4 separate regions of the Sus scrofa genome follow, and all the other regions are linked to region 1. The links are chromatin contacts, called in public HiChIP or PLAC-seq maps. All regions are on one chromosome and are shown on one strand. Each heading gives the region's core, a stretch centred on a gene start, on an enhancer-like site or on the middle of the called end of the contact. The rest is flanking DNA. Distances are from core to core; before and after follow the strand shown.

The links. HiChIP or PLAC-seq counts read pairs in DNA pulled down with a chosen protein or histone mark.
Region 2: an H3K27ac HiChIP or PLAC-seq map of alveolar macrophages shows a contact between it and region 1. The contact joins two enhancer-like sites. A contact is called at or near these places in 1 of 47 Hi-C or Micro-C datasets (epiblast stem cells) and 2 of 2 datasets of contacts at active chromatin or transcription factors (alveolar macrophages and skeletal muscle).
Region 3: a contact with region 1 is called in an H3K27ac HiChIP or PLAC-seq map of alveolar macrophages. The contact joins two enhancer-like sites. A contact is called at or near these places in 15 of 47 Hi-C or Micro-C datasets (alveolar macrophages, brain, embryonic fibroblasts and 9 more) and 2 of 2 datasets of contacts at active chromatin or transcription factors (alveolar macrophages and skeletal muscle).
Region 4: an H3K27ac HiChIP or PLAC-seq map of alveolar macrophages shows a contact between it and region 1. The contact joins two enhancer-like sites. A contact is called at or near these places in 1 of 47 Hi-C or Micro-C datasets (embryonic fibroblasts) and 2 of 2 datasets of contacts at active chromatin or transcription factors (alveolar macrophages and skeletal muscle).

The regions. Positions count from the first base shown.
Region 1 is chr17:49,623,388-49,627,914 of Sscrofa11.1, forward strand. All of the region lies in intron 2 of NCOA3 (nuclear receptor coactivator 3), which reads left to right. Among named protein-coding and RNA genes, the nearest start is that of NCOA3, 97 kb to the left of the region's middle. Within about 2 kb of position 2,079, at least 18 of the 83 cell types and tissues checked have an H3K27ac peak or open chromatin away from gene starts, as enhancers often do. A contact at or near this core is called in alveolar macrophages and embryonic fibroblasts, where this site is marked.
Region 2 is chr17:49,332,742-49,337,567 of Sscrofa11.1, forward strand. ZMYND8 (protein kinase C-binding protein 1) reads right to left here. Exons shown (of 26, transcript XM_021078039.1): 6 at 935-1,048. Among named protein-coding and RNA genes, the nearest start is that of ZMYND8, 55 kb to the right of the region's middle. Within about 2 kb of position 3,205, at least 2 of the 83 cell types and tissues checked have an H3K27ac peak or open chromatin away from gene starts, as enhancers often do. A contact at or near this core is called in alveolar macrophages, where this site is marked.
Region 3 is chr17:49,302,763-49,307,679 of Sscrofa11.1, forward strand. All of the region lies in intron 13 of ZMYND8 (protein kinase C-binding protein 1), which reads right to left. Among named protein-coding and RNA genes, the nearest start is that of ZMYND8, 85 kb to the right of the region's middle. Within about 2 kb of position 3,354, at least 21 of the 83 cell types and tissues checked have an H3K27ac peak or open chromatin away from gene starts, as enhancers often do. A contact at or near this core is called in alveolar macrophages and embryonic fibroblasts, where this site is marked.
Region 4 is chr17:49,352,917-49,357,712 of Sscrofa11.1, forward strand. The region is part of intron 3 of ZMYND8 (protein kinase C-binding protein 1); the gene reads right to left. Among named protein-coding and RNA genes, the nearest start is that of ZMYND8, 35 kb to the right of the region's middle. Within about 2 kb of position 2,850, at least 52 of the 83 cell types and tissues checked have an H3K27ac peak or open chromatin away from gene starts, as enhancers often do. A contact at or near this core is called in alveolar macrophages and embryonic fibroblasts, where this site is marked.

The DNA.
Region 1 (4,527 bases), core at 829-3,328:
TTAACCTGAATCTCTTTCTTTTATTAGTAGGAACCTGGTTGACTGAAGGTTAGACTTTGAATAGCTTGTATGACATGTGGTACTCAGTTGTTCCCGCTTTTAAATTACGGATGAGGAGTTCCCGTCGTGGCGCAGTGGTTAACGAATCCGACTAGGAACCATGAGGTTGTGGGTTCGGTCCCTGCCCTTGCTCAGTGGGTTGACGATCAGGTGTTGCCGTGAGCTATGGTGTAGGTTGCAGACGCGGCTCGGATCCCACGTTGCTGTGGCTCTAGCGTAGGCCGGTGGCTACAGCTCCGATTCTACCCCTAGCCTGGGAACCTCCATATGCCGCGGGAGCGGCCCAAGAAATAGCAAAAAGACAAAAAAATAAATAAATAAATTACGGATGAGCCGTTATTTTCAGTAGAGACTTTTTATAGCACAAGATACATTTGTGATTCTGCATGTATTAGTTTTGTTGATCCCTAGCACTGGGTCATCAGCTTGTTGAAGGGGAAAAAAACCCAAAACTTGTCTGTTTTAATCAACAGTTCTGCCTAAGCACACTGGCGTAGGGAATATGATCTCCTTTGTGTGGAAAACACCCAGGCTGTTGAAGAGTGACCACTGGAAAAAAAAAAAAAAAAAGGAAACAACCAAAACCTCCCACCTCCTCAGTTTTATTGAAAAATAATGGAAATACTTCACTGAATAAATTTAAGGGGTGTGCCGTGATGCTTTTACATATATTGTAAAATGATTGCCACAACAGGTTCAGCTAACATGTCATTTCATACAAATACAGTAAAAAGGAAAGAAGAAAAAGTTTCCTCCTTGTGATGAGAACTCTTAGGATTGACTTTTTTGCCTTAAAAGTTTTTTTTTAATTGAAGGATTTACTCTTTTAACAACTTTCCTTTTTATCATGCAGCAGGGTTATAGTCATATTGTATATTACACCCCTAGTACTTATTGACCATTCTTAATACACTTGGCGAAGTGGGTTTTGATTTGAGCCAGTTTAGTTGTATGAATGGTTTTATAAGAGTTCATAATTATTTTTTTTGCCTCAAATGTTCTCTAACGGTAATGAGGTGCTCCCAGCTTCATTTACTCCACAGGCATAGGCAGGTTTTATGAAGTACACAGAGAAGCTCTTTAAAGTCATGAGTCATCAAACTGACCTTTGAACAAAAAAAAAAAAAAACAAAACCAAGCTACGTCTTATTTAGATTGAGGGATCTTTTCATCCGATTCCTCAGTAGTTTATATTCTTGCTTGCGGCAGACTTCTTCCCTTGAACAGTCTTGACCTAGAGGCACAGAGTTTTCGCTCCGTGTAGCATAGCAGCTCTGTTTTGGAGGGGACTAAGGAGGCAGTTGTAGTTAGTTTGGATTTTGATATTTGACATTGCTACCAGTGCTACACAACCTTGACAGGTAAATGATCTTAGGAGTGCATTCTTACTTTCTTCATGGACTTTGCTGTACCTGCTCTCATTTGTTATTTGTATTATTGTCGTCCATGAAATCAGTAGTGCCTTTTGGAGATTGATTTGAAGAGTATATATCTTTCATCAGACATACAACTTTTGGGGATATAGAAGCATTATTTTTCAAAAAGCTTCTTTTGAATTTAAGGTTATTTAGGCTAGGATGGAATTATAATCACTGAAGAGTAATAAGCTGTGAGGTCAGAAAAAGAAAAAAGGCACTGGAAGCAGCAAGGACTGAGCACAGACTAACGTGTAGTCTAGATGGTGACCCATCCAGGAAGTCTCATGAGTCAGGCCAGCCATGTCGTGTTGCTAGACTTAGAGATCATCTGCTCCCACCTCTTTGCTTTTAGGGAAGGGAATCCAGCTAAGATATGCTTTTCCCTTGGTATATCTTATTCTCTCTTTCTACCTTCAATACCTTTTCTTTCTAAAATTAATTTGAAGTGTTTTATCAGCTTCACATTTCCACATTGTTAGTTTTTGAGATGTTACTGTTGCAGGGTAGCTTCTTTATGTTTTTGATATTGGTGGGCAGGGCCAGCTTGAGTACTGTAGGAGGAAGTGTCTTGTTCAAGGTTTGTTTTTTTGTTTTTAACTGCGCAGGCACTCCATATTAGGAATATCTGTCTTGTAGTTGACCCATGGTGACTATTGCATGTATCATGCACTGCTTGATTAGTGCTACTTCCTATAGCATCTTTGCTATTCTCAGCCATTGAATTACCATGTGGCTAATGATATCAGCTCTTAAGTTTTATTTCATTTATTTTTTTATTTTATAATGATTTTTATTTTTTCCATTATAGCTGGTTTACAGTGTGCTGTCAGTTTTCTCCTGTATAGCAAGGTGACCCAGTCACACATACATACATACATTCTTTTTTCTCACATTATCATGCTCCATCATAAGTGACTAGATATAGTTCCCAGTGCTATATAGCAAGATCTCATTGCTTATCCATTCCAAAGGCAGTAGTTTGAGCTCTTAAGTTTTAACATTTCTTTTTTTTTTTTTTTGTCTTTTGTTGTTGTTGTTGTTGTTGTTGTTATTGTTGCTATTTCTTGGGCCGCTCCCGCGGCATATGGAGGTTCCCAGGCTAGGGGTTGAATCGGAGCTGTAGCCACCGGCCTACGCCAGAGCCACAGCAACGCAGGATCCGAGCCTCGTCTGCCACCTACACCACAGCTCACGGCAACACCAGATCGTTAACCCACTGAGCAAGGGCAGGGACCGAACCCACAGCCTCATGGTTCCTAGTCGGATTCGTTAACCACTGCGCCACGACGGGAACTCCAACATTTCTTAAAGTATCTTCTCTGAGTCAGAAAGAATGGATTAGGGGAGAATAGGGCACAGGCTGTGATCATCTCTCCTTTATATCTTCTTTGCTTATTAATTAAAGTTATATCAGATTTTATTTCTGTGCACACACCCTTCTAACTCTGACCGCTTATCTTAGTCCAGAGCTTTATTGCTTACCTCAAGGGGTCTAAACACTCTCTCTCCTCTTTTTTTTCTTTACTGCTCATATTTTCATTATGTGCCAACAGACATTCTTAAGTATAAATAATACTTTTGATATAGAGACATTTATATCTATCAAAGAAAAATGAAACCACGAACTCGAAATAAAGAGAGACCATGAAAAAGAACCAGCACTGTGTGCTTTTACGTAGTCCTTTGAAGGTACTTGGATAACCTCTTCAGAATCTTCTAAAAGGTACCTACTTATTCTCTGATTATACCTGGGTATCTTAAGACACAGACTTCTATGGAGATAGTTTGATCCTATTTTCATGGCCTCACGTTAGCTACTACCTGCCACTCATGTCACTATTTCACTGGGAGAATGTTTTGAATTCTAGTCAACTATTTGTAAGTTGAGGATAGCCTGAATAGTTCTGGCTCATTTATTTGTCTGAATCTTTAAAATCTGTTGCCGTATGTGATATTTGTAACTACTTGCTTTTCAAACGGGAGCAGAAAATTGGTGTTGCTGAACATCTTTGTTCTTGGTATCGTGTGCCTCAGAGGGATCACCTTTATTCCCTACACCAGTTGCTTACTTTGTATTGCTTTTCATTCTCATAATAAACATAAGAAGTTGTGACATGTAATTATCCCTGGTTTTTACTATACTTCAAATAAATTTACAGATGACAAGCTTTTTGTAGGAGATAAATGTTTACCTTTTAGTGAAATGGGGATTCACTTCTCAAGTTTGATTCTAACAAAGCCCCACTGTCTTTTTATTGTATTATAGTAAATCATATGAAGTGTTCAAACTCCTGAGTTTGATTTTGATCTTAAAGCCACCGTATTTTTTGGTATGGGAATATCAAAGTGAAAAATGACATGTTAGAAAGAAGCAAAACTTCTACAAGGTTTTTAGGTGTGTCATCCCTTTCCTTGCCCCTGCACCTTCTCTGTATTTTGCAAATATCGTAGAGTTGGTCAGAAGTATAGCTAATGGGGAGTTCCCTCATCGCACAGCAGGTTAAGGATCCCGGGTTGTGACTGCAGCGTCTTGGTCGCTGCTGTGTGGCGGGTTCAGTCCCTGGCCCGGGGAACTTGTCCATGCTGCGGGTGTGCCCCCCTCCCCAGCCAAAAAAGAAGTACAGTTAATTGTGTGGAAAGGGGAAACAACTAGAATTGGAAAAAGGAACAAGGGGAATGGTGTAGTAGTAAAAGAGAGGAAGGAATTTGTAATAAAATAGTCTCTAACAAGATTTATAATGGTTTAGAGCCTATAATGTAGAAAAGTGAGCAAGAATAGAGTGTACTGTGTAAAATGTCATAAAAATAGAAAAGCACATAAGGATAAAGCAGGGGAAACTTACTGATTGGGAGAGTTGGGAGTGGTTTCACCAGAGGTTATAGCTGAGTTTGATCTTGAAAGATGACTAGGAGTATTTTAGTATTCAAGATAAAAGAGGGGCGAAGGGGAGATCTAAAAAGAATGACTTAAGGTTAAATACAAACAGGGAATATTTCCATGATGATCTTTTGTCAGCATCTTTTTTAGCTTAAACCATTGGGATGGTGG
Region 2 (4,826 bases), core at 1,955-4,454, 290 kb before region 1:
AGATCTTGTGAAAGAGACAGACAGGTTCCCAATTTAGCAACACCCAACTGGCATGCTCGGGACTTTTTTCCTCCTGATATCAAATTTCAGGACAGAACCTTAAAACTAAAGCTTCTACTTTTTTTTTAAAGAAATTAAACCAGAGTGGCTACTAAAAACGCTAAGATTCTACGTTTCTGTATAGCCGTTTGACTTAAAAAGCAAACTCTGAAGGGTTTCAGCAAAGGTCACCACTAGACTGTACGGCCCTTTTGTACACATCAGACGGAACCCTACCGAGAACCCAAGTCTCTGCAGGGAAAACTGTGGCAAGGTGTGGATCATCACAACATGTCATCTGGCCGTAGCATACTATTTTTATAAACAAAGTACTTTACTGCCATCTTCCTGAAAACGGTCACAGAAACGACAAAACCACCACAGCCATGATATGACCGGAGTCTCGGGAAGCAATCACTGAGGAGCACGTGGCTTGTTTCAGCTGAATGTGGCAGCCCGGCCCTGACATGCAGATTTTCCTTACAGGGTAAAGGCTGTCCGTCCTGTCCCTTCTGACACCTGCAGGGGCAACCCACATCCTTATTCCTGGGAAGCTCACTGGTTGAGCTTTCCTTGAAGGATCCATCATTAGTCCCTGATCATAAAGAATCAGGGCTGAAATGGGTCTCAGGTTTCACTTCACAACCACTCAAAATCTTAAAATCCCCACCAACTTTTCTACCGCATGTCAGGTCCTGATTAAACTCCTGGGGACACAAAGCGCTCGCTTTTGAGAACGAACTGCACACCGCTGTCCCTTATCGTTAATTTACAGATACTTGAAATCAAGCGCCCCAGACTCAAAGAGTAAGTGTTTGAAAAGCTAAGGCAACTACAAGGAACAAAAGTGCCTCTCTGCCCTTTACGCTGACAGCGAGAGGGACCGCCTTCTTACCCCTGGCTGTTTCATCTTCTGAATGGCAAACTTGAGCAGGTAGGATAACTGTTCGATGGTGAGCATGGTCATGGCTTTACTCTGAGTCTCGATGCACTCAGCCACCGTTATCTTCTACAAGTCAAAATCACACAAACAGCCAGTTAGAAAATACAGTTCCTATCCCACACACTCAGTTACCTACCCTCTTAATTTTCCAGAACAAATAATTCTGTTTCTCACGCAGAACGAATAATTCCTGTCCAAACAAGACCAGCTGCGGAAGTTCCCGTTACGGCTCAGCAGGTTAAGAACCTGACACAGTGTCCGCGAGGATGCAGGTTCTATCCCTGGTCTCACTAAGCAGGTTAAAGAGCCAGCGTTGCCTCCAGCTATGGTACAAATGGCAGATTGGCTCAGATCCGGTGTTGCCGTGGCTGTGGCGTAGGCTGGCTGCTGCAACTCTGATTCGACCCCAGGCCTGGAAATTTCCATACTCCGCGGGTGCAGCCCTAACCCAAATAAATAAATAAACAAATAAGACCAGCTGTTTGCTTGACCAGGACTCCGGTCTTGACTTGTGGGCAGGATCCGTGGATAAAGATTAAGGAGCACACCAATCCACTGATTACCTTATTAAGAAAAGTTTTTGAGCTCATAGAGATGATATAATCAGAAAAAGGTGCAGGTAGGCAAGGTCCTGAAAAATTGTCACTATTATAACCTTGGGTTTCAGGTACAGGATATGAAAAAGGCCACTGATGGTTTCAGAGTCACTTCTTCACACAGTGAATCGGCCACGTCCCTTGATCCTCTTAAGGTCCTGGGCTATCTTCCTGGAAACTGACAGGGCATTCATTCACTCAGTGACATCGTGGATGGAAAGGGACAGTCTTCCCTGTAGAAACAACCTAAGCAATGGCAGGAACTCGTAATGAACACGACTTCCTTCTCCGTCTCCACTGTTGGGAACCCACTCAGGAAATCCTGGCAAACAATGCACAGAGCAGAACCTAACTGCTTATCTCCATGGGCAATAAACGTCACTTTATAAGAGAAATTCCACCAAAGACACATCTGAAGCCAGATTCTGCTCTGTAAATCTGGTCCTGTATCTCAGAGCTTCAGAAGCCTTAGGTAGCGACAACAAAAATAGCAAATTCGGATGACGTCAGAAAATGCTCTTGAACCATCTGCGCAGAGAGCTGAGAAGAGTTTTCTCCAATGAATTGCCATGGAATTCTAGTCTCCATTCTTCGATGTCTGAATTCTCCACAAGGAACTTGTAGCTGTGTCGGTCCGTTGTCGAGAACAAGGGCAACAGGAGCGGGGCCCAGAAGCAGAAATCGGCCCGTGATGCAGGGAACCAGCTTCTCAGCTATCAGAGCCTGAAACGGCTGTCTCCCCAGCTGATTGCCTCCCCAGTTCGCCCCTGCAAGAAACTCCAGACCCTAAGTCTTAGACGCTTAATACCTGTGGGTTTGAATTCCAGCTCATTTCTAGGTAACCATTCAAGGTCAACGCTTGGGTTGCCCACTCAACTGTCATTCACCTCTTCCCGCCCCAGCCCCCCTCAATGGGTCAATGCTGTCAGTGCTGGCTGTCAATGCATGGTTCCCACATGACGGACTGAGAGTGCCAGACAGGTATTTTCAAACCTTTCTTGCAGGGGGACGGGTGATCCAATGCTGGCCACGGAGCCCAAGGGCCTGTCAGCCAGAGGCTGATAAAAAGGCACATGAGGAGAAACACTCCTCTGAGGGGGATGGTTGTCTAGCCACATGTGATGGGGTCCCCAGCAGCCACCTTAGAGCCACGAGGAACAGATCGCCTCCACAGGGAAATGCAGTGTCTGGCTCTGCGCAAACTCTGGTCTGGCCCTGCCTCTGGGTTGCTTCTACACATGGTAACACACCCTTACCGTTTCAGCTGCCTTTCATCAAGATCTATTATTTGCAGCAAAAGCACCCTATCTGAGCCATTATCCTCCTTACAAAATTATTTTAATAGACATTTTTATTTTGGCCACATCCTCGGCCTGTGGAAATTCCCGGCCCAGGGATTGAACCTGTGCCACAGAAGTGACCCAAGCCACAGCAGTGACAATGCCAGATTCTCAAACGCAAGGCCATCAGGGAACTTCCTGCAAAATTATTGAACAACTGGGAAGGGTGAGTTGAGACAAAAGGAACTCGAGATGAAGGTTCCAGTTCCCACACCAAAGGCAGCAGAACGAGGTGGGGCTCTGAAGAGGAAGGCCTTGCCAGGCAACCCGTGTCCTGCCCATCTCTCCATCTAGTGGCCAGCTTCTGCAATTTTAGGGGCAGAACACAATTTCGGTGTCATCATCACGCCATACTGACTGGATGTCTAACTTCTCTCCGTACATTTCTTATCTTCAAGAGGTACTACAGTCGCTATCCTAGAGCTTGCTTTTCTTCCCCACGATCAACACCTGGGAGGGCTTTCCACTTCCGACATCCTCATTTGAGATCTAAGACCAATATACCTCTGAACGCAAGGGACATTCCATACTAAACGATGCTGCAGATGACATTCTCATCTTCAGCATTTGGAAATAGCATCACAGTTGGAAGCTGCCAAGACTAAGACATCGCAGAAGAGTGGAAGCCATCACGACTGCTTTGGTTTGTTTTCGGGCCACACCCAGGGCACAGAGAAGTTCCTGGGCTAGGAATCGAACCTGAACCGCAGCTGAGACCTATGCCACAGCTGCAGCAATGCCAGGTCCTTAACCCACGGCACCAGAACAGGAACTCTTGTTTTATGTTTTTGGTTTTTTTGGCTGCACCTGCAGCCTACAGAAGTTCCCAGGCCATGGACGAACCCGCACCACCCCGCCTACCACAATGCCAGATACTCAACCTGCTGTGTCACAAGGAAACTCCCACAGTAACTGTTTTAATGAAGTGTGCTTAAGGCTTTGCTACAAAGAAACATACATGTTCCCTTCACTACACCAGCATGCTTCCGCCTCTGGCTCTATACCTGCAGCCTGTCTGCCTGGAAGGTCTTCCCCCTGTGGCTCCATGGCTCGCTCGTTCTCTTCTTCAGGTCTTTCTCAAATCCTAAGAAGGCTTCCTGCACTTCCTCATTTAAAATGGAAACACCTTGGCGTCCCGTCTTGGCTAAGTGGTTAACGAATCTGACTAGGAACCATGAGATTTCGGGTTCGATCCCTGGCCTTGCTCAGGGGGTTAAGGATCCAGCGTTGCCGTGAGCTGTGGTGTAGATCGTACATGCAGCTCGGATCTGGTGTTGCTGTGGCTCTGGCGTGAGCCGGCGCCTACAGCTCCAATTAGACCCCTAGCCTGGGAACCTCCATATGCCCTGGTGCAGCCCTAGAAAAGACAAAAAAAAAAAAAAAAAAAAATAAAATAAAAGTACAATGGGAACACCTTGCACCCCCACCCCACTCCCTACTCATCAACGTAGATTCTGTTTGTCTAGAACACTCTTCTCCTAACACACTGTATATAACTTTATTTTGGTTTGCCTTCTTTTCTTCTGAAAAAGAATGGGATCCAGGCTTCTTCGTGTCTGCTGTCGAACCCCGAGTACCTCATAGGCACTGGAGAAAGAGCTGTTGCGGGAACGCAAGCACCAGATGCAACCACAACCACGTGGGACACACAACCAGCAGTCTTCCCAGCATGGCCACGGCCGACGACTCCATGATGCAGCAGGAGAGGACGTGCAAGGAAGGCGGACACTTCACAAGCTCTTTGCAAAATAAGCAACTGCGAGGCGTTCCTAAGTGAACTTCTGACATGTTCATGACAGGAGAGTCGAAAAAGGCTGCAGGCCTCAGCGTGATCCAACGACCCGGGACGAATCAAAAACAAGATTCAGTGCAACCGTCTTTCCAAGAGCTGCAGTGCCAAGGCCACGG
Region 3 (4,917 bases), core at 2,104-4,603, 320 kb before region 1:
AAGAACTTAAAACCTGTACTCAAACAAATCCTCACCACAGCACTATTCATAAGAGCCCAAACGTCCGTCACCAAACAGACAAACCATGGCACAAAGGAACGCCATTCTGAGGCCTGCTGCCATGCGGGTGACTTTGAAAATGTCACACTCAGTGAAAGGAGCCAGGAAAAAAGGTCATGTTTTGTAGAATTTCACTGAAATTAAATGTCCAGATGAGCACATCCGTACAAACAGAATGCAGACTGATGGCTGCCAGGGGCAGAGGGGTAGAATAAAGGGATGCGGGGGTGGCAGGGATGGGGAGTGGCGGCTTGATGGGTACCAAATTTTATTATGGGGTGATGGAAACATTTTGGAACTAGATCACAGTGGTGGCTGCACAACATTGTTCACTTTGAAATGACTAATCTTCTGTTACGGGGCGCTCACCTCCATTTAAAAAAACGGACTAGTATCCATGAGGACACGGGTATAATCCTGGCCTTGTTCAGTGGGTTAAGGATCTGGCGTTGTGGTGGCTGTGGGGTCGGTTGGCAGTTGCAGCTCCAATGGGACCCCCAGCCTGGGAACCTCCATAGGCCGCAGGTGCGGCCCTAAAAAGATGCACAGGACAATCAGGAAGAAACTGCCTAAAAGGGCTCCTCAGGGGTGATAATGAGAAAAAGGTTGGGAACCACTGCCCTTCGCCATCACTTTTCACGGAGACCCTGTGAGGGCTCCCACGGGGCGCCATACCACCCTCTCCCGGGGCGCCGCCACCCGGCAGCCGCAGGGCACCTTCAACAGGGAAGGAACACGTCGCTCCTCCATCCAAGACCATGCAGGGTGCCCGCTCCCCCAGAACAAAGCCCAAAGGCACTTCCAACCTTCCTGGCCTCGTTCTGAATCGCCAGCCTAGGAGCCCCTTGGGCTTGGCCCCTCCAAGATCGAACCTGGGCCCACCTCAAGCTTTACACTTGGGATCTCCAAGGACCCCCCGACACACTCCCACCCAGATCACACGGCTGGCAGTCCTCGCTGTTCCGGGGCAGCTCAAACACCACCTCCCGGGAGCCCTCCCCTGCTGGCCCCATGTAAGGTGGCCCCGGGGCCCTTGCGTTTACTGCCTCTTTTTGGCCATGAGAACGGGGGCTCCAGGACAGCAGGCTCCCCGCCGGCCTGTGCGGTGCTCAGGCACCCAAGACGCTGACAGCACGAGCGGGCACGGAGGTGACTGAGGAGTGAGGTCTCCACTTCGCTTTTGGCTACTGTGGTCGCGAAAAGCAATGAAGACGACACTAAGGACAACCAAAGAAAAACCTCTTCATCCAAAGAAGCCACTTGAAACCATCTGCTCGATATGCAGCAGCTACGGAAACCAAGGCGGCTGGGGTGACGGAGCATCCACAGAAGAGAGGAGAAGCAGCGCTGCCCAGAAAAGTACCCGCGGGTCAGACGCATGCCTGACGAGAACCCTGGGCTCGTCGTAAATAAGTAGTAATGCAGGTCAGGAAGATGGACACAGACAGCTGTCCGCGCTCCATCCTCTCCACCTGCGTGGTACACCTGCTTCAAAATAACACCTAGGAGTTCCGGTCGTGGTACAGTGGTTAACGAATCCAACTAGGAACCATGAGGTTGCGGGTTCGATCCCTGGCCTTGCTCGGTGGGTTAAGGATCCGACGTTGCCGTGAGCTGTGGTGTAGGTTGCACATGCAGCTCGGATCCTGCGTTGCTGTGGCGCTGGTGTAGGTCAGCAGCTACAGCTCCAATTCAACCCCCAGCCCGGGAACCTCCATATGCCATGGGAGCGGTCCAAAAAAATGGCAAAAAGACAAAAAAAATAACAATAATAACACCTAGCAAGGGTTCAGAGGGAAAGAGGAACACTCATGGGCACTCGGAAAACTATTTAGGAGAGCAATAGGTGATAATGATATTACCCAAAATTAAAGTGTATAGGGAGCTCGGGTTGTGGCTCAGTGGTAATGAATCCCACTAGTATCCATGAGGTTGAGAGTTCGATCCCTGGCCTGGCTCAGTGGGTTAAGGATCCAGTGTTGCCATGAGCTGTGGTGCAGGTTGCAGATGCAGCTCAGATCTGGCATGGCTGTGGTGCAGCAAAAAGTTCCATATAATCCCATTCCACCACCACCAAAAAACAAACTCTTATTACTGGCACCATCATTGTGATTATATACATGAAAACATCTAAACAGGCGTTCCCTGGGGGCCTAGTGGGTTAAGGATCTGGTGTTGTCACTGCTGTGTGTGGTTCTGGTCACTGCTGTGGCATGGATCTGAGTCCTGGCTCAGGAACTTCCACATGCCGTGGGCATGGCCAAAAAAAAAAATTAATTAAAAATTAAAAAAAAAAATCTAAAAGAACACAGAATTCGTTTGGGGGGGGCGAGGGACTACACTCACGGCACATGGAGATTCCCAGGCTAGGATCGAATCAGAGCTGCAGCCACAGGCCTACACCACAGCCCTACACCACAGCCACAGCAACGTGGGATCGGAGCCGCATCTGTGACCTACACTACAGCTCAAGGCCAACGCCACATCCTTAACCCACTGATAGAGGCCAGTGATCGAACTGCGTCCTCATGGATACTAGTCTTTCATTTCCACTGAGCCACAACAGGAACTCCAGGAACACTCAATTCTTAGCAGTTATCATCTCTTTGAGTTGGAATTATGGCTTATTTATTCTATATTAAAATTTGAAAGGAATTTTTTATTTTCAGGGGAAAGTGATGCTAAATTAAAGGTACATATTGAGGAGCTCCAGGCAGAAAGTTAAGCAATGAGTTTTATCACGGCTGAAATTCAAAAGCATGTATATTAAAGCAGTGGTTCTCAATAAGGACTAGAGGGGTGACCATGTCCCCCACCCAGGACACGTGGCAATAACCAGAGATGTTTTCAGCTGTGATAATTGTGGGCAGGGGGGTGGCTCCCTGCACTGAGTGAATGGAGGCCACCGATGCTGCTGAACACCCTACTGGGCACAGGACAATCTCCCCAACAGAGAATCATCATCCGGCCCAAAACATCACTAGTGCTGAGGTTGGGAAACCCTGTTTTAAATCACTCTAGACACTTTCAAAAGCAAAAAGACATTGGGAAATGCTCGTTCCAATTACGCTTTGAAAGGGATGCCAATCCTATTATAAAGCCATAAATCTTGCCCAAAGGAAGAACTAATTGCCTTTGAAGTCACAAATAATTTAATCAGATTTTAGACTTTGATGTACAATTCACGAGTGTGGGCTCAAACACGTCATCTATTATCTACACGTACAGAATCCCAGCCTGTGCTAAGTGCCCTTCTGACTACATGAAACATGAGTCATAGAATCAAATTGGAAAAAAATGCCCCCTCCCTCCCACACACCCCAGCACTCTGAGCGGGGGAGCGGTGGTGGAGTTAATGATTCATGCTAGTTCCTCTACTTACACAACCGTGGAAGCAACTTATATGTTCAAAGGGCTGGCAGCATCTTGCACAAGTCTTGGTGGCATGCACAGATGAGCTACACAGAATAGCACGGGATTCATTAAAAAAGTTAAATAAAATAAAAACTTAAAAGAAAAAAAGAGTTCCTCTAGTTCCCATCATGGCACAACAGAAATGAATTTGAGGAGTTCCATTGTGGCTCAGTGGTTAACGAATCGACTAGGAACCATGAGGTTGCGGGTTCAATCCCTGGCCTTGCTCAGTGGGTTAAGGATCCGGCGTTGCCGTGAGCTGTGGTGTAGGTTGCAGACGCGGCTCAGATCCCGTGTTGCTGTGGCTGTGGTGTAGACTGGCAGCTACAGCTCTGATTCAACCCCTAGCCTGGCAACTTCCATATGCCGCAGGAGCGGCCCAAGAAATGGCAAAAGACAAAAAAAAAAGAAAGAAAGAAACGAATTCAACTAGGAACTCTGAGGGTGTAGCTTCAATCCTTGGCCTTGCTCAGTGGGTTAAGGATCTGGTATTGCCGTGAGCTGTGGGAAGGTCACAGATGTGGCTGTGGTGTAGGCCGGCAGTTGTAGCTCCAATTTGACCCCTAGCCTGGGAACCTCCATATTCTGCAGGTGTGGCCCTAAAAAGCAAAAGCAAAACAAAAAAAAAAAAAAAAAAAAACCAGTTCCTGCTATAGCACATCCGGCCTTATCTCAGTGGCAGCACTGATTCAATCCCCAGCACAGCGCAGTGGGTTGGGGGTGTGGCAGTGCTGCATCTGTGGTTTAGGTCACAGCTATGGCTTGGATTCAGTCCTTGGCCGGGAACTTCCACATGCCCTGGGTGTGGCCATAAAGAAATAAAACAGAAGAGTGCAGGGTTGCTGGATGGGACAGGACAGGACAGAAATGCTGCTCCCAATGGTTACGTACAAACATAGAAACGTATTCAGGGAGTTCCCGTCAAGGCACAGCAGAAATGAATCTGACTAGTGTCCCTAAGGACGCAGGTTCCATCCCCAGCCTCGCTCAGTGGATTAAGGATCCTTCATTGCCATGAGCTGTGGTGTAGGTCACAGACGAGGATCAGATCCTGAGTTGCTATGGCTGTGGCCTCGGCCGGCAGCTTACAGCTCTGATTTGACCCTAGCCTGGGAACCTCCATATGCCACAGGTGTCCCCCCCCCAAAAAAAGCAAAAGACAGAGACAAAAAGGAAAACAAAAAATGTATTCAGAACATAAGGTTAAGTTAAAAAAGAAAACCCTGGAGTTCTCTTGTGCTGGCATTGTCACTGCATCATTTAGAGTCACTGCTATGCCTCAGGTTCAATTTCTAGCCTGAGAATTTCCATCACAGCAGGTGCAGCCAAAAAATTTTTTAAAAAGTAAAAAGAAAACCCTTAACCGTCTACGCCAAACAGGTGACCAATGAACCAAGTGGTTGACAGATGCAGGGGATGCAGTCAATAGTTATTTTTTTTTAA
Region 4 (4,796 bases), core at 1,600-4,099, 270 kb before region 1:
GTAGGGCGGGTTCAGGACCATGGAAACAGAAGCCAAGTAAGGAAGCAAGGAGAAAGGAAAATAGCTAAACAGATGACCCCGGGGACTCTCCCTACTTCTCAAGGCCTCAGGGACACATCTGTGAAATGGGAGGAGAGGTGGAAAGAGGGACCAGACCAGTTCTTACTGGCAGTCAATAAAAGTACTGCAGGGCCCCCACCCCCGACCCACGTGCCATGGTTCTGTACGTGATGTAACTTCCTAGGAAGAGGGGCCAGAGCCCATTTCACCTCCTCAAAGGTGACATCACTGCTAAAGATTAAAAAACTATGGAAGGGAGGGGGAGGGAGTGGGAGGGATCGGGAGCTTGGGCTTATCAGACACAACTTAGAATAGATTTACAAGGAGATCCTGCTGAATAGCATTGAGAACTACGTCTAGATACTCATGTCGCAACAGAAGAAAGGGTGGGGAAAAAAACTGTAACTGCAATGTATACATCTAAGGATAACCTGACCCCCTTGCTGTACAGTGGGAAAATAAAAAAAAATAAAAAAAAAAACTACGGAAGATCACTAAGTCCACAAACAGCTGGAGAGGGTGTGGAGAAAAGGGAACCCTCCCGCACTGTTAGTGGGAATGTAAACTGGTACAACCACTATGGAAAACAGTACGGAGGTACCTTAGAAAACTCTATGTAGAACTACCACATGACCCAGCAATCCCACTCTTGCGCCTATATCCAGACAAAACTTGCCTTGAAAAAGACACAGGTACCCGTATGTTCATTGCAGCACCAAACACAACAGCCAGACATGGAAACAACCTAAATGTCCACGACGGATGAATGGATTAAGAAGATGTGGTACAGATACACAATGGAATACTACTCAGCCATAAAAAAAAAAGAACAAAAGAATGCCATTTTCGGTAACATGGAAGGAACTAGAGACTCTCACACTAAGTGAAGTCAGTCAGAAAGAGAAAGACAAATACCATATGATATCACTTATATCTGGAATCTAATATACAGCACAAATGAACCTTTCCACAGAAAAGATACTCATAGACTTGGAGAATAGACTTGTGGTTGCCAAGGGGGATGGGGAGGAAGTGGGATGGACGGGGAATTTGGGGTTAACTGACAAAACACTACAAAACAGCTATAATGGAAAAACATAAGAATCATTAAAATAATAATAAATAAATTAAATAAACACTGAAACCGGAAAAAAAATTAAAAACTATGGAAGATCGAGTCTTTTAACTTTGAAATGCCTTAATTCCATGGGAAAGAGGGAAGAACAGAATCACTGGAAATAAATATACTCCTTAGCCCTGGAGAGGTACACAAAGCTTTGCCCAAGGCCACCAGCAAACAAAGGGAAGCAGGGCCTCAGTCGGTGAGAGGAGGGGTCTAACCCAAGGGTGCCCACACCTAAGAGCATCCCCACCTGCGAGTCTGAGCCAAACATAAAAACCCCAATTCCATTCCCCGTTACAGACACACCGACTCCCTCCAGAGTTAATGAGAGATCAGTGACTGTATCCAAGGGGTAGAAATTTAATAGATTCCAAACAACAGACACAATTGTCAACAGCAGAGGCTTTCACTGAAGACTCTTGGGGAGAAAAATTGAGAAATGCCGGCTGGATTCAGTGTCCTTCAGAGACAGGGATTCTGGCTTCACAACCTACTGACGCCAGTGGAGGCGAGGCCTCTGCTGGTGACAGAATGGTGGCTGGGAACCGTGCTGTCGTCATGGTAATAAAGCTGCCTTAAGGACCTTCTCCAAAAAGCTGAGTCAAAGGGTTTCTTTTTTCCCCCCTTCTTTAATGATCTGATTCTGACAGGGACATGTTTCTAAATGCATTTCAAGTATCACTTTGGAATAAGGACAAACAGCCATGTAAGACCGGGCCGCTAGGGAAATGGTTCACCCTTGATCCCAGAGACTTTCCTGGGAGGTAGCAGGACTTGAGATTCTACAGGGCTGGCCGCCAGCAGCCCTACTGCCCTTCAAAGATAAGTCTGGTGCTGCAGGAGTTAACATGGGCGAGGGGACAGAGTAGCCTAGAAGAAAAGGACAGAGCAGTGACTCAGGCGCACAGCGTGGCATGGAGCAGGAAGCAGCAAATCTTCCCCTCCCGTGACTTTTCACTGAATCTCAATATGGCAAGGTCTACTGGGAATTAGGATCCGAGCACGTGACGACATCTGCCCTGAACCTGTTGTGAACAGACCAGAAATAATCCCGCTGCGCCCTCCCTAGATGGCCCCTGACTTAAGGGATGCCGGCCTCCAAGATAACCGAGCCTCTTAGCTTTCCTGAGCCCTGGGTGTTAACAGCTAAGATGCTCTTTTACTGCATATAATGCACCAGACCCTGTTGCAAATGCCTTTCGGGTCCGTCCCTCTAAATCACCTGCCCAAGATCACACAAGGGCCCGGGTGGGCTCGGGAGCCAGGCCGCCACCTGGGGCCTCACACGGGGAGAGGCGGGTCTCAGCTCTGCAGCCAGAAGACTGCCTGGCTCGGGGTCTCTGTGTGAAGGGCACACGCTCATGCTGCTGGTTTCCTTTCTCCACTGCAGATGGTGCGGTGTGGGGGCTGGGGAGTGCCAACGTGACAGTGGATGTCACATGCTGATGACACACACTGTTCTCCCAAAGGCGGTTCCCAGAAGCACGCTCACCTCCCCACCTTCGCCGGGGGGCAGCAGGGCCTGGCCTACACCACAAAACAGACTGGGGGAGGGAAGGCTCCGCAGCCATGCCCCCTCCCTGAAAAGCCCTTCCCAATGTCCAGCCAGGCCCAGCCAGGCACCCCAGCCCCCACCCACATCCGGCGCCTGAGTCACCACACTTGCCACTCCTCAGTCTAGGAAATGACACACCAAATACAGGGAATTGTCTCCTCCGGAGAGGGACCAGGCCCCAGCCAAAGGCCAGGCCCTCCCCCTGGAGGACAGGCCCTGTGGTGTCTTTCCATGGATGTAAATTTCCTCAATGCTATCAACGGCAGGATGGCTGGGGGCTGAATAAAAAGCGAGTAACGGGCAACAGGCTGGCACCAGCATCAGAAGCGGGGTGACCAAGCGGTGGCTGGCCAAAGGCAGACCAGTCTCAGGCAAACCCGGACAAGCTGGTCACCCTACACAGAAGTCAGGCTGGGGGGCCAATGATACAGGTGGGGTGCAGTGCGGCCTTAAGAAAGCTACTTAACCCTTCTGGGCCTCTGCTCTTCCTTCCGACGGATGGAGATCCTGGTACTGCCTGGAGTTAGCCACAGATTAAAGGAGTTAATTCATGTGCTGCTCTGAGGGTGAGGCCTGGCAGAGAGTAAGCACTCCATAAACAGTAGCTGTTTTTTATTTAAACCCACACACATTCCTCCTCCTCGTCTTTTTTCTCCTCCTCCTCCACCATCGCTCTCCAAAAACAGGGGTGATTTCCCCCAGGAGCAGGTTAAATCCATGCTCAGTTATGGAAACACCAGCCTATATAAGACGGAGCTGGGAACCGGCCCAGGAGCCGGTTCCTGCATGTCCATCACGCTGTGCAAAGTCCAGCTTTCCTCCTGTAACGGCGAAGGCAGGGTCAGGCGTGGAGGCCCAGGCTGGCTCAGCCGTGAGTGCAGGCACTTGCCAGCCCTCTCCAAAGCCTCAGTGTGACCACACGCTGCTCTCGGGGCAGGAGCAAAGCACAGCCACCCTCATTTCAAAGCGTTTCCCAAAGACACAGAGCAGGTACCTAAACAGGCCTCCCTCCCCAGGAATCTTAGAGCCCTCCCCAGCCAGTAATTACATCATCATGAAACAAAAGCCCACAATCTCCTCCAGGCCCAGAGGAGAAAGGAGAAAAATCAGGAAGCAAAGGATGGGGTAGGGAAGGGGCAGGATTTTTCGTGTCCAAGGAGCCAGGAGGAGCCAGGAAGAACATGTGAGCGGCCAAAACACTCAGGCAGCCAGTTTGCTCACACGGATCTCTCCTGGAGCCATAGAATCTGGATGCCAAGGCCACAGCCTGGGCCGCTGGAGCCACTGGGGCCTCCCGGAAAGGCTGCACGCGCCTACGCCGGGCTTCTAAGAGGTCTCCCGCGTGTGGCTGTGACCTCCCAGATCAGGAAAAGGGCTGGAACGGAGAAGGGGCCGTGGAAGGAAGGGGGCCGTTCCCCACTTGGGGGAAATGTCACTGGACCAGGGAGCCGGGGACCTCGGAGACCCAGTGAGCGCGGGGGCAGGTGACCCTGGGAAGGGGCGCTTACCTGCCATTGAGAAAGCTCTGCGGTTCTGAGGGCCCAGCCTCTCGGTTCAAGGGAACAGAGGCTCACACACGACACACATTCCTGCTTCCGGCTCCTCGGCGGCCTCTCCCAGGGGGAGGGGGAAGCAGCAGAGAGGACAGGCTTGGAGGCACCACTCACCGGGCCGGCCCGGGGCTCCTCGCACCGGGTCGCCCAGCGGGGCAAGGACACCCTCACCTCCCTGCAGTGCCATCGTGTTCCCGGGCTTTCGGCTCTAATTTATCACCTCGACAGACAGCAGCCTGGCTAAGCTGCAAACCTTCAGTGCAAGCACCAAAGAGCCATTTATTTCGCTGATGTGAATAAACACAACAAATTGCAGTGGGTTCTGCTTGCCCGAGTGAGAAGATCAGAAGGGAATTGGGGGGTGGTGGGGGGAAGATGGGTGGCTTGCATCTTGAAGGTGTTTTTAAATAATTGTTTCCAATTATCTTTAGTTCTCATGCGCCTCTCCTAGAAATGAGAAAACCATCTTCCCACTGGACACAAACTCAGTCTCCCTCTCCCCATC